2 separate regions of the Mus musculus genome follow, and region 1 is linked to region 2. A link is a contact called in public HiChIP or PLAC-seq data. All regions are on one chromosome and are shown on one strand. The core of a region is the stretch at or near the end of the contact, and the rest is flanking DNA. Distances in the headings are between cores, read along the strand shown.

The links. HiChIP or PLAC-seq counts read pairs in DNA pulled down with a chosen protein or histone mark.
Region 1: an H3K27ac HiChIP or PLAC-seq map of regulatory T cells shows a contact between it and region 2, with 9 times the contacts expected there. The contact joins two enhancer-like sites. A contact is called at or near these places in 1 of 39 promoter capture datasets (embryonic stem cells), 1 of 15 datasets of contacts at CTCF or cohesin (the NIH/3T3 cell line), 2 of 484 Hi-C or Micro-C datasets (induced pluripotent stem cells and long-term hematopoietic stem cells) and 5 of 115 datasets of contacts at active chromatin or transcription factors (cardiomyocytes, embryonic fibroblasts, large pre-B cells and 2 more).

The regions. Positions count from the first base shown.
Region 1 is chr9:33,090,645-33,097,399 of GRCm38.p6, forward strand. Gm27166 (a long non-coding RNA gene) reads left to right here. Exons shown (of 3, transcript XR_379229.3): 3 at 1-155. Among named protein-coding and RNA genes, the nearest start is that of Gm27166, 62 kb to the left of the region's middle. Within about 2 kb of position 5,202, at least 5 of the 459 cell types and tissues checked have an H3K27ac peak or open chromatin away from gene starts, as enhancers often do. A contact at or near this core is called in regulatory T cells, where this site is marked.
Region 2 is chr9:32,609,516-32,616,185 of GRCm38.p6, forward strand. No RefSeq gene overlaps it. Among named protein-coding and RNA genes, the nearest start is that of Gm31928, 18 kb to the right of the region's middle. Within about 2 kb of position 3,591, at least 57 of the 459 cell types and tissues checked have an H3K27ac peak or open chromatin away from gene starts, as enhancers often do. A contact at or near this core is called in regulatory T cells, where this site is marked.

The DNA.
Region 1 (6,755 bases), core at 3,952-6,451, 480 kb after region 2:
CATTTGGAATGAGGCTACAGATTTGAGCTCAGAATAATCTGTTTTCTTGAACTGAAACATAAACTTGAAAACTCTTGGCAGTGTGATTTCCTATCATGTGCAAAAGGATTCTAAGAAACTATTCTGTACAAAATAGAAGAATAAAACAGATTAATAAAAAAGAAAGAAAGAAAGAAAGAGAGAGAGATAGAGAGACAGAGAAAGAAGAAAGAAAGGAAAGGAAAGGAAAGGAAAGGAAAGGAAAGGAAAGGAAAGGAAAGGAAAGGAAAGGAAAGGAAAGGAAAGGAAAGGAAAGGAAAGGAAAGGAAGGAAGGAGGAAAATAAGAAACAACAACAACAACAAAAAACTCCAGTAATTCCTGTGAACTCCCTGCTTCCTGAAGTCTAGCCCCTCTCTTCTTTCTGGTGTTTGTGTTAAAGTTTAGCACAACAGCCTACTCTTTCTTTTTTAAATTTCCTTAAGCCAGTGGTTATCAACATGTGTGTTTCAATCCCCAGTGTCGAATGACCCTTTCACAGGGGTTGCTTAAGACCATAGGAAAACACAGTATTCACATTACAGTTCATAACAGTAGCAAAATTACAGTTGTGAAGTAGCAACAAAATCAAGTTTATAGTTAGATGGCACCACAACATGAGGAACTGCATTAGAGGGTCACAGCATTGGAAGGCTGAGAACCACTGTCTTAAGTTCTTTTGTCATTTGCAACAAAAGAAAAGTTAAGATGCTAAAGCAGTTTGATCTTTGATGTATTGTGATGTTCCTTTCGTATGTGGCATTGGTTAGGAGTCTTTGGTCCTTAAGAAAAATAAAAGACTCCTGAAAAAAATCAAAGTTTTGGCTTATAAGAGATATGTCACCTCATCCTCACCTAACTATGAGTCTGTGTTTCTATGGAGATTAAAGTTTTTCATTAGTGGGGAACAAACACACAGACTAGAAAGTTAATATTTCTTCCATCAAGGTTGAATAGTAAAGCACACATACAAACAGCCATAAAATCCATCAACACCCGATGCTAAGTCCAGAAGAAACTTAAAAAGCAGGATGTGCCAGCGCAGTCCTGGCTTTAGTAGGTGATTCTGAAGTCTCAGATTTAGATCATGTCATGTGATAAGTAAATATAAGAGACTGCATAAGAAAAATATTCAAGCAAGTGCTTCACTTGTGGAAGTAGCTGGCAAGATCTGACCCTTCTGAATCCAACACTGCCTTTGCCAGGAGAATGAGATATTGGACTTGTGTAGTCGAGAATGAAGGCAGGCCTTCTGGCCCTGATAAAGTAACAGTGAAGCTAAAAGTGTGAACACGTGATCAAGTGATAGTATGGGCAGCTGGAGCTAGAACATGCATTTTTTTTTAATCTTTCCTTTCCCCCAATCTTATTCAATGTCACTCTCTGCATCTTTATTTTTTCTTGTTTTGTGACAAGGTCTCATGTAGTTGGTTTTGACCTAACTATATAGACAAAGATGAAACTTCTGATCTTCCTGCCTCCACCTCCTTAGTGCTGGGAGACTAGGGATTCACCACCTCTTTGAGTTTAGGTAGTACTAGGGTCAGAACTGGGGGCTTTATGCATTCTAGGCAAATGCTCTACCAACCAAGCCATGTCTTCACTTCTTTTATCCATCCATCCATCCATCCATCCATCCATCCATCCATCCATCCATCCATGTATTAATTTTACACAGAAGCTTGCTCCCTCTTCCCAGTTCTACAGTCACAAACCCCTTCCCCACTACCCTTTCCTCTTCACCTCAGAGAAGCAGAAACCCCTATGTGTACCAACTCACTTTGGCACATCAAGTCACAGCAGGACCAAGTGTATCCACTTCCACTGAGGCCAGACAAGGCAGCCCAGCTAGAGGAAGGGGATCAGAGTCAAAGGCAGACATCAGAATCAGAGACAGCCCCTGCTCCAATTGTTAGGGTATCCACATGAAAACCAAGCTGCACATCTGCTGCATATGTAAAGGGGCCCACATCCAGCCTATGCATGTGTTTTGGTTAGTGGTTCAGTCTCTGTGAGCCCCCATGGGCCCAAGTTAATTGACTTTGTAGGTCTTCTCGTGGTGACCTTCACCTCTCTAGGCCTCAATCTTTCCCCCAACTCTCTGACAAGACTCCCTGAGCAAGGTCCACCTAATGTTTGGCTTTGGGTCTCTGCAGCTGCCTACATCTACTGCTGGCTGAAGTCTCTCGGAGGACAGTTATGCTAGGCTCCTGTCTGAAAGCACAGCAGAATATTATTAATAGTTTCTGGGGTTGGCTTTTTCCGATGGGGTGGATCTTATGGTCGGCCAGTCATTGGTTGACCATTCCCTCAATCTCTGGAGTTAGGAGAGTCTTCTTAGACCAGTATACCATGTGTGTTGTCCTTCTAATGTGTTTTCAGCATTCTAAGGTGTCTATAATGACTTAACTCCTTCCACACAGTCCATTACCTTTAGTCCATGAGGCTATGGTCCAATTCTGTCTCTTGAAGTAAGCTCTTTGAGGAGTTTACCACAGTGCAGTGGATCCTGTATCCAAGTGTAAAATATTTGATACAGGTCTTTCTTCTTCTTCCTTCTTTCTTCCTTCTTCTTCTTCTTCTTCTTCTTCTTCTTCTTCTTCTTCTTCTTCTTCTTCTTCTTCTTCTTCTTCTTCTTCTTCTTCTTCTTCTTCTTTTTCTTCTTCAGTTAAAATGCTTGTGGTAGCTTTCTAATGCCTGGGTTAGCTCTGATGTCAGCTTCTCTACAAGATAAATACCAAACCATCATTTGCTTAATCCAGGAGGGAATTGAGTTTTATTTATAATATGCTCCAGGCAAGATTTCCAGATATTAAATGTATTTTTCTCCACATGGAGAGACAGGGGCATTGGCTCCTTCTGTCATGGACTTGTCCTTGGCTTTGAAGTTTTCTGTAATCCAGGTATCTACCAGTAGAGCCATTCCATCTGGCTTCAAAATCACACAAAGGAACCACACCCACTTTTTATCATAAGGAAGTAAGCATATGGCCTAATCCACAGGAATGATGAAAATGTAGCCCTGACTACCGAGCCCATTTTGAGAGGAGCTCTGAACTGGGAACTTGTGTTTAGCTGTCTTAAAGACAAACTTCTTTTCATTCTTCTTTATTCCCTTCTCCGCCATTTTTCTACCCCTTCCTCTTTTCGGCAAAGATTGGGCTGGCCTGAGACTTGCTTAATAGTCTATTTATAATGTACTTCTTATGTGGGTTCTTAATTTTCTGTTTCTAAACCATGTTTCTCATTTTGGTAATTAAAATTCTTGATGAACAGTCACACCTGTTATGCAATAGCACAATCTTTTATATAGTACATCACCTATCTTGAATATATTCTGTTCCTATTAAATATGTTTCATGTCCTTTACAATAAATATTATTTTTATGCTAAATTCCCCTAAAGTGGCCGAATATTGCCCTCTTCTCCCCTATGATGACTCCTTGAAACAAATATATAAGTAGACTCTTATTTTGAAGAATTGGCACAGTGCTTTGTGTAACATTTGCTCCTCAAACATGTTTGGAATAATTACAAGGTTCCAAACATGGCAAATGCTTTGGTGAAAGAAATGAAAATCCTTCAGTCTCTAACCAGGAGGAATTTGGTCAAGACTGACAAGAAAATCAAAAGGCTTAGGGACTTTTACATGTTGACATGACCATGAAGAAGCGGATAATATTTACACAGAATGAGCAGAGCCAGCATCGAGGGCAAGCAGTATGAGATCACTCACTTTATTGCTTGATCTGCTGAGATGATCTCAACGCAGAAGCCACTCTTAATGGCAACAACATTACTATTAATTAAAGTAAGTTTTATAGCACAATGCTTTATCCAGCATTGTCATTCAGGTCATGTGGTTTGCCCCCCCCCAAATGAATTTATGAAATTCCTAGGCAAATGGATGGACCTGGAGGGTATCATCCTGAGTGAAGTAACCCAATCACAAAGGAACTCGCACAATATGTACTCACTGATAAGTGGATATTAGCCCAGAAACTTAGGATACCCAAGATATAAGATACAACTTGCCAAACGCATGAAATTCAAGAAGAACGAAGACCAAAGTGTGGACACTTTACCCTTTCTTAGAAATGGGAACAAAACACCCATGGAAGGAGTTACAGAGACAAAATTTGGAGCTGTGACGAAAGGATGGACCATCTAGTGATTGCCATATGCAGGGATCCATCCCATAATCAGCTTCCAAATGCTGACACCATTGCATACACTAGCAAGATTTTGCTGAAACGACCCAGATATAGCTGTCTCTTGTGAGACTATGCTGGGGCCTAGCAAACACAGAAGTGGATGATCACAATCAGCTATTGGATGGGTCACACGGCCCCCAATGGAGGAGCTAGAGAAATTACCCAAGGAGCTAAAGGGAACTGCAACCCTATAGGTGGAACAACAATATGAACTAACCAGTACCCGGAAGCTTTTGTCTTTAGCTGCATATGTATCAAAAGATGGCCTAGTCGGCCATCACTGCAAAGAGAGGCCCATTGGACTTGCAAACTTTATATGCCCCAGTACAGGGGAACGCCAGGGCCAAAAAGGGGGAGTGGGTGGGTAGGGGGTTGGGGGGGTGGGTATGGGGGACCTTTGGGATAGCATTGAAAATGTAAACGAGAAAAATACCTAATTAAAAAAAAACTTTTACTCATTTTGATTCTGAAAGATTGTGAGCATATTTGCCAACAGTATAAAAAAAGAAAGAAAGAAAGAAAGAAAGAAAGAAAGAAAGAAAGAAAGAAACCATAGTGCTTGTCTATAAGGAGTTTTGAATTATTGTATTGTGCACCTTTAATTTCTTCCAGTTTTGAAAAGCGAGTCAATGGCAAACCCCTTGGGTTGAATGCACTTTGTGCCCCAGAGTATTGAAACAGTGGATGGGCAGAGTGTACTTTATACAGTTGCATGTAACAGTTTAAACCTATGGCTAGGAAGCTATTGCCAAGTTGCTTTTCCCATGGATGTGCTAACTTGTACTCTGATTATATATTTCTCTGGTGATCTCCAAACATTCAGATTTGAATTAGGGTCCTAACAGACAGACTAGCTTTTCTTGAGGCTGTCATGAACTCTAATTGAGGTAAAGATCTTTGCTAGTGAAGAGCTCACAACCAAAAGCCTTGTACTTGACCATCCTGCCTGTGAGGGAACTATATTAAATTTGAGCAGTGTTACAGCGACACCTGCCGGACTTTCTCTAACTAGCAAGTGCAATTCCAGCAGATCAGGGTTCTGTGTAATCACAAATATTTCTCACACATATGAGAAGTAAAGTAATTTTCCATGAAAACAAAATCAAACGGTTATCTCTCCTTCAGTATATGAAATAAGGCTTTTCCTGAGGTAAGAAGAATTAACATTGAGCACTCAATTTAACACAAAGACAAGATTAAAATAATGTCTTTATCTCCCATCCAGAAGTTAAGTAGTATCATGGTATTTTGGTTATGTAATCACACCACAGTCTGTAAATATGAGTGCATTTACACAAGCACCTGAAGAACAATTTTAAAATCATTCTTTTTGGCTCAAAAATAAATGTCAAATTCTCAGTTCATTGAGGCTGCTGGGGAGAATGCTCACTTTAGAGATCTGCTTATCCAGAATATGGTTGCTACTTCTTTGTCTCACTTCTCCTCCTCTCCTCTCCTCTCCTCTCCTCTCCTCTCCTCTCCTCTCCTCTCCTCTCCTCTCCTCCCCTCCCCTCCCCTCCCCTCCTCTCCTCTTCTCTTCACGTCTTCTATCTCACAGTTTCTTTTCAATGCTCCCCCCTACACACACACAGGGCAAGCTGCAGTGCATAGCAGCAATATCGTGGATTCCTTAAAAGCTTTGCAGTTGAGCTGAAACCCATATTTCAGATGAGTCTCAAAGTCATCAGATTCAAGCTTGTCACATTTTCTGAACACAAAATTCCAGACATGTTTTATTCACTATCTGTTTGCATCGTTGAGGTAAACATCTCCAACTCATTTCGAAGTTGGGAGATAGCCAAGAAGTCTCAACCCATCATTTCTAGATGTTTTGTTGTATGCTTTGATTCCTCCTTTGGTCAGGTATCTCATTGCTTCATAGCCCCTCTAAACACTAGGCTCAGTTGCTCATGAGAGCACCCTCCCCTACTGACATTTGAAACACTGGACCTCTCATTCATTTTTTAGTTGTATGATGTGAGCTCTAAACCATTCTTCAGTTTGCATAAGGAAAGAGGCTGAGAAACCTAGGCATGTGGTGTGGCATGGCAGGCTGCTGGCCTGCTTGGTGCTCTAGTATCTATAGTCTACCTCGGCAGCACTGTGATTCACTGATGCTAAGGAATAAAAAGACATCGGTCTGACTTCCATGATGAAAGCCTCAAGCTTGGCTCTTACACTGATTCCCAGGTAGTTTTGGACAGTGTCTGTCCCTCCTTGTTTTGTTTTGTGTTTGAAGGAAGATAATGTCTTTAATTAACCTACTGTTTATAAAGAATTTCATATGAGCATTGTGTTTAATACCCTGCCCTCAATGTGTGCACAACTCTACCCTACTGTGCTCAATCTAAAAATTATGGCTTCTTTTTATTTTCTTTAAACATATTCATATACATATATTTCAGTAGAACATGTGTACACACATAAGCCATTGATACCATTTAGTGTAATGCTATCATATAGATATAGAGATAGAGATAGAGATAGAGAGATATAGGACATATGACATATATAGGATATATGA
Region 2 (6,670 bases), core at 2,341-4,840:
CAGTGGCAACCTAAGTTCCTTGGTTGGAGGTATTGCTGTGTGCAAGAGCAAGCTGGCTTTGTTGAGTCTCTGCCTTGCCTTCCAATGATGGAGTGTGATCTGAAACTTCCCTCCCTACAGTTGCTTCTGGTGATGATATTTTATTCCAGAAACAGAGAGGAAACTAGGACAGACTCCATTCTTAGTTGAGGTTCAGATGTCATAGCCTAAGGACTCTTGGGTGTAGCCCAGGATTGGCTCATATGCCATCTCAGGCTTACTCTCCAGGTCCTCATGACCTTGACTGATTTCCTCATTTAAGAGGTTTACTCATTTGCTTGTTCTTGGGGGAAGGATGAGGTCTTCCTAGGACCTCCCATTGGCCACAGGGAACTGATGTAATGTAAATATTGGTCAAGTACGTGGGAATCACTTTGGTTTATTTCTTATTTGATCTTCGCAGTTGTCCTATGAAAGAGCTATCACTGAAATACGCACTTGGCTGTTTTTGAAGGAACTCAGGTCTCAGAGAATTTGATTCGCTTACAACTTCAGAGTTAGTTAAAGGAGCCTAGGTCACCATGTTTGACTAAATGCAAGTGTGGGTGTTTGTATAAGTGTGTAGGGGTGGCTGCTTAGGATCTGCCTCCCCTTCCTGGCCATCATAGCTGCCTCCTCTTCTCACTGAGACCTAAGCAAGCCAAATTCAGGGATGCTTCAAACTCCATTAAGGTTTCCTTACTCTCTTAAGGGCCTCTGAAGGCCTCAGTGCCTGGTCCTGGGACTTGCCTATTCCTCCCCATCCCACTCCCACACCTGGCAAAGTCCATGGAAGCACATTCCCTTGCGTGGGCATGAACACAGCATGGCGGGAGTGCCTGAGTCACATCTGAATGTGAGCCATCCACTCATGCGTCTCGACCAACCACGTGCCTGCTGTCCTGGCCTAGCTCACACTTGCAGGGTCACCATAGATAGATCCAACACCCTTCCCATCCTCCCTCTGCACAGCAGGTTTCTGGGTTTTTCTACAGGAAGGGAAGGGCGAGGAGAAAGCACTCAGGGGATTTCTAGGGAGCAATGGGGGCACATCCAAAGGTGACACTCCTGAGCGCACGTGAAAGGACAGACGGGGAAAGATGAGCTCCTGTTCAGAGGGTCTGCCCTGGCTGTTCTGCTTGTTGGTGTGGGAACAGATGTGAGTGCTTCCCAGGAATTTAGGGGGCCCCATGCCCTCAGCAGCCACCACCGTGCTTTTCAGAGGACAGAGCACAGAGGCCACAGTAGGGCTCTGGCTGGAACAGACACCTGGGGTTAGGCAGTGTGACGAAGCCAGCGTCTTCTGACTGTTAGTCATGTTGTAATGCATGGCCTGATGCAGAGAGCCTGGGGTTGATCTTTCATCTCCTGGGTAGGCAGGGGCAATGAAATGGAAACACTTTTGAAAATTATTACCTAGGAAGCCTTCCACCTTGTCTGTAACACAACAGCTTTGGTCCACAGGGCTTCCTACTCTTCCACGGTGGTAGAGCTGCTTCACCAAGGGCAGCAAGACACAGGGATAAACTGTGATCTGAAAGCCTGCAAGGGTAGTTGTGAGGGGTTGAGTGGTGGGCCACTGAGCGAACTGGGAGATGTGAGCAACTTCCAAGTACTCATTACACCACCCAGTAACACACTGACACCTACCCCAAACACCTATGCCAATGTAAACAGGGGCACACACACACACACATATGCACATGCATGAACGCATACACACACAGACACACAGAGACACACACATGCACACACAGACACACACAGATACACACATGCACACACACACACATGCACACACACACGCACACACATACACACACACACACACACAGACACACACACAGACACACACATGCACACACAGTTTGCACCAGGGAATCCCTAAAGTAGCCCATTGGGTCTTACTGCTGGGGTGCGGATCTACCTGTAGACTTCACATTTCTCTTTAAGAAGTGACAGGTGTGCAGAAATGATTCCACAAAGAAGCTGCAATGTGGGATGGCTGTGTGCCACGTGCTCAGGCAGTAGGTGCAGGTGTCTCTGGGCTGTGGGTCTCTGCACTCGTTCTTCTGGCTTCGACACAGTCATGGGAGAGTTTTACAAATGTGTTAGGATGATGTCTCCACCTGAGCTGGCTGTTGGATTCATTGAGTAAAATATATAATATATCTGTCTGTGACATTAAACTACTTTCATAGCATTATGGTACAAACTGCACCTGGAAGCGGGGATCAGGGAGAGGAAGAGGAGAGGAGAGAGAAGAAGTGGGGAAGGAGGAAACAGAAGGAAGAAATGGATCACATCATCTCCGCGTTAGATATCGTTTGGCTATGCTCAGTGCTCACACACGATGATAAGGAAACGCCTGCTGCTGCTTCTCAGTCTGTCCCTGCAGTTACTGACCAGGTAGCAAATGCCTCGCTATGTCCCCAGGTCAGATGGTCCATCTATTTTCCATTGGCATACTGTCTGAGGAACATGAGCTGTGGAAACCAGCTTCTATCCCAAACTTCCAGGGCTGATCTATACAAGTGGAAGAAAACATCCAAAAATGTAGAGAGCTTCATCTGGGGGGAGGGGGTTGAGCTTGCTAAACCCACCCTGACAGTTGCTTCCCTGGCTTCCCCTATGCCTACCGGCTCATCTCCACTCTGAGCCAGCCCTGATGGCAGTACCTTGCGTGTTGTGAAAGGGGACCACTTGCTTCCTTTAAGGCTAGAGGAGACCTGCACCACTCATAGACTGTGTGCACCATGATCTGAGTCACATGAGCCTTGTTCACTTGGGGTGCTGACTCTAACTCTTGGTACTAGGAAGTTGCCTTGAGGTTTTAGCCTCATGTTTAAATCCACTGCCCAGACTAAAGTCCTAGCCTAGAGTAAGGGAACATTTTAGGTCATCTCCCACGGCTCTTTCTTGGAGCTGAATCTAGCTTTCTAATGTATCAACCACCCCACCACCAGGCCTGACTGGATCTTGCATGCCAGAGCAGAGCTTTGCTCCCTCGGGTTCTCTCAGCTGGCCTCTGGCACCAAGCAACTCCGTTCACACTTGGACTCTGCTGCTAAACTGAGCTAGACCCTTGCCTTGGCTCTAAACGATGTGCACTTTGCATCACACCAAGCTCCTTCTTGGTTCCCTCTTCCTCCTTTTGCCATCTGCCTGAGGACCATGGCGCCAAGGCTTGTTCATATTCTTGCAGACCACAACAGCAGTCTAATTCAGAGAAAATATCTCACCAGGATCCTTGGTACTTGGATGTATAGTCTAGGGCAGGGGGGACCTGTTAGGACCCAGAACCTGGTGAATGCAAGTCTCCCTTGGACTAACACAGATTAGTACAGACTCCTACATTTTGTGCCACATGAAGAAATGGGGTTTAATGCACAACACGGGTAGAGCTTAGAACTAAAGCCAATCACATGGCAGAACCCACCATCCCTCCGATCCTCAGCCCCATACAAGTGGTTGTTCTGACCATCCTGGTATGAGACATTTACCAGTCTCTGGTCCCTACCAACCATGAGCTACACAAGCCACAGGGCCCCAAGCTGCAGGTGGTAATTTGCATAGGGCAGTGTCTCCTCTCCCAGGAGGTTAGGCCTCTCTGAGTTTCTTTTCTGTACAAGGGGAGTCGAACAGTGTCTTTAAAAAGAAAGAAAAACAAGACGGGTGACTTTGCTTGGACCTGGGTAGTAAGGTGTTCCAAAGTCTCTGTGGAAGTAGCTATTTCTGGCCCCATTGTCGTCTGGGTTACAGAGGAAGGCCTCCTGGCAATTCTTTGCTTGAAAGACAGAAACAGAACATTGTTTCTGACGGCTTTGATTTAATGGCCAAAAACAGTTATAGGAAACTGTTGAGCAGATGTTCTGAGAAACTCAGAAGAGACTGGGTCTTTGAGAAGGGCTATTTTTAGACAAATGCTTCCTACCATTGGGGGCTTCAGTACTTACAAAGGGGGATGTAAAAGCAGAGAAAATGTGGGAGAGAAGGGGGGAGCACAAAAGTGTGTGCTTCTAGGGCCTTTGGATATTTTGACAATCACAGTTCAAGTTGCTGTCCGCCTTCCCATGATGTGCTAGGTGCTAGGAAATCTCCATCATCTGTTCATTCTTTATTCCCTGTCCAAGCTCCAGGAATAGTCAGTGAGGCTGGTTTCCTGACCACTGTATTTTCTCACCTCTCTTTACCCAAACCCATCTTTCACCTCCTTTCTATCTGTCTCTCCCGTTCATTTCTCTTTAATCCTTCATTTCATGCTCAGCTGTTACTTTCCCCCTCCTCCAAGAAGCCTTCCCTGAATGCCCTGGGACAAACTGGGCCCCCTTCTCCATTGTGCAGTGAGCTTGGTCATGACTGTTCTGCTTCTGTGCCTTCCTTTTTACTCAGACTGGAAGCTTGTGGAGGCTGTGGACCCTTCTGCTGTCCCCACTTAGCACTTGCCAGGGCAATCGTAAGCACCGGGGTCACAGAATGTAAGTATGGATGTGTGGGAAGGAAGTGATCAACTGAGCATATTCATTGGGTTAGCCCTTCCAAGCTTCACCTACAGTGGCAGAAATTTATCTCCCTGTCACAGGTTTTCAAATCAAACCCAAATGGTTACTATGATTAAGATAATAGACTAGTGACTACAGTTTGAGGCAGTCTTTACTGTTTCCAGGAATCTGGGACTTTGGGACAGTCATTTGGAGAACTGTCATACGAACGCATCTAGATGCGGATATCATCTATCTTTTAATTCTAAGCTTCTGTTTTCCCCACCTCGCTAGGGACAATCATTTTCTGGGACTGGGGAAAGGGCAGAACTTCCAGAGGTCATTGGGTGTATGGTTCCAGTACAGCATCACTCGTAATGGAAAAGTTAGATAAACAGGAGGCCAGAGCACCTCATTTGCTGCTGTGGCTGGAGCCACATCCAGTTGGAACAAGAGGACAGTGGGGCTGCCCAAGGGACGTCTGACTGGTGGCATCATAGTAGAGGGCACTGACGCCTCAGTCCTCCTACAAAGTCCGGGAGGAATGAAGTCCGTTCTGTGTACCCCATCATAGACTCCATAACTTGAGCAGCCCTCCTTGAGCACGGTCCAGAGAGAGCATTTTCTGAATGAGGTTAGGTGCATTGGATGCATGGAACAAGGGTCATCCCGGCCTCCCCAGGGGCCAACGGCCACATTGCTGCACTCTGGTCAGGAGCTTCCGTGTTTCCCGGGGGTTGAGTTCAGACAGAACTTGTTTGGGGTTTATGGCTTTTTAATGAATCTTTCCATCTCTTTTTATTTTTGTAGAAGCATTAATAAAACACAGTATCTGTGCGCTAAAAACAGTCCAAAAATCATGCCTATTTTACTGGAAAAGAGGCATTTTTTGTTTGTTTGTTTGTTTGTCTTTAATTAAAATAGGGTCTCATGCAGCCTGCGATAACCTTACTATGTAGCCAAGGATGACCTTGAAGCCCTGGCCCTCCAGCTTCTATCTCCTGAGTGTCAAGACTACTGAGTGCTGGGATTTTGAGCATGCATGACCACACCTGATTTTTGTAGCACTGGGATTCGAACCCAAGGCTCTGTGGTACCAGGTGAGTACTCTGACAGTTGACATCTGGAAATCCCTATCAAAGTTCAGAATGTAAAGGGCTCTTCCCACCACACCCACCCCTCTGGGTGCTGAGCTCTGCTCTCTCTATTTTGTTCTGTAGATGAAGGCTCTGCCCTGGTCAGAGAGGTGAAGTAACTTGCTCAGAAACACACAGCAGCAGGAGGGTGAAATGCTTTCCAAGCAGTTCAGGTTTCCTTGATAACAGAGGCCAAGTTCTGTCATTTCCACACTAGGCAAGCCTCACCACTGAGCTCCACTCCCAGCCTTCCCAGGAATTTTTATCTGGGTGTTCTTCAAGAGTTTCTTCATTAAAGCTTTCCCTTTCATCGTTGCAATTCTGTTTGAGTTTGCTCCCGGCTCATCCCCCTTTTCCAGGCCTTAGGTTTCTCATTTTGGCCACCAATACCTACAGACCAAGACGCCTCAGAGCGAAAGACAGGGGAGGGTCTTTCAGACCCGAGATCTGAAACAGTGATGTTTCAGAAACATGAACAGCAGCCATGAATGTAGCTACCCTCACTATCTGTGGTTTTGCTTTCCATAATTTCAGTTACCTATGGTCAACCACAGTCCGAAGATATAAATGGAAAATTCCAGAAGTAAAATTTTAAAAATTGTTAAGTTATAAATAACTGTGTTATAGAGTATGCTATGGCAACCATTCTATTGTATTATAAGTTACTGATGTTAACCTCTTACTAATTTATAAACAAAACTCTACCCTAGGAATGTATGTATGGACTACCATACCATAAACATAGGATTCGGCAGCATCAGACTGTGAGGCAGATATAGGTAGATACAGAATGTACTGAACAGGGTTTTGTTGGTCCAGCATAAGTAGCCTTTTGACTTTGTTTTCTTCCTTCAGAGTCTGGTGTCTAGGAGCCATAAGTACACACATCAACAAATATTTGCTGTGTTCTTCTGTGTGTTGGCTGGGATGATTACGCTGTGGTGACAGGTGCCAAACCTCAGTTGTCACGCAGTCAGTGACACTTCCTACTCTCGCTGTGTGAACGCTCTGGGCTGGCAGGGGTGGGGGTGGAGG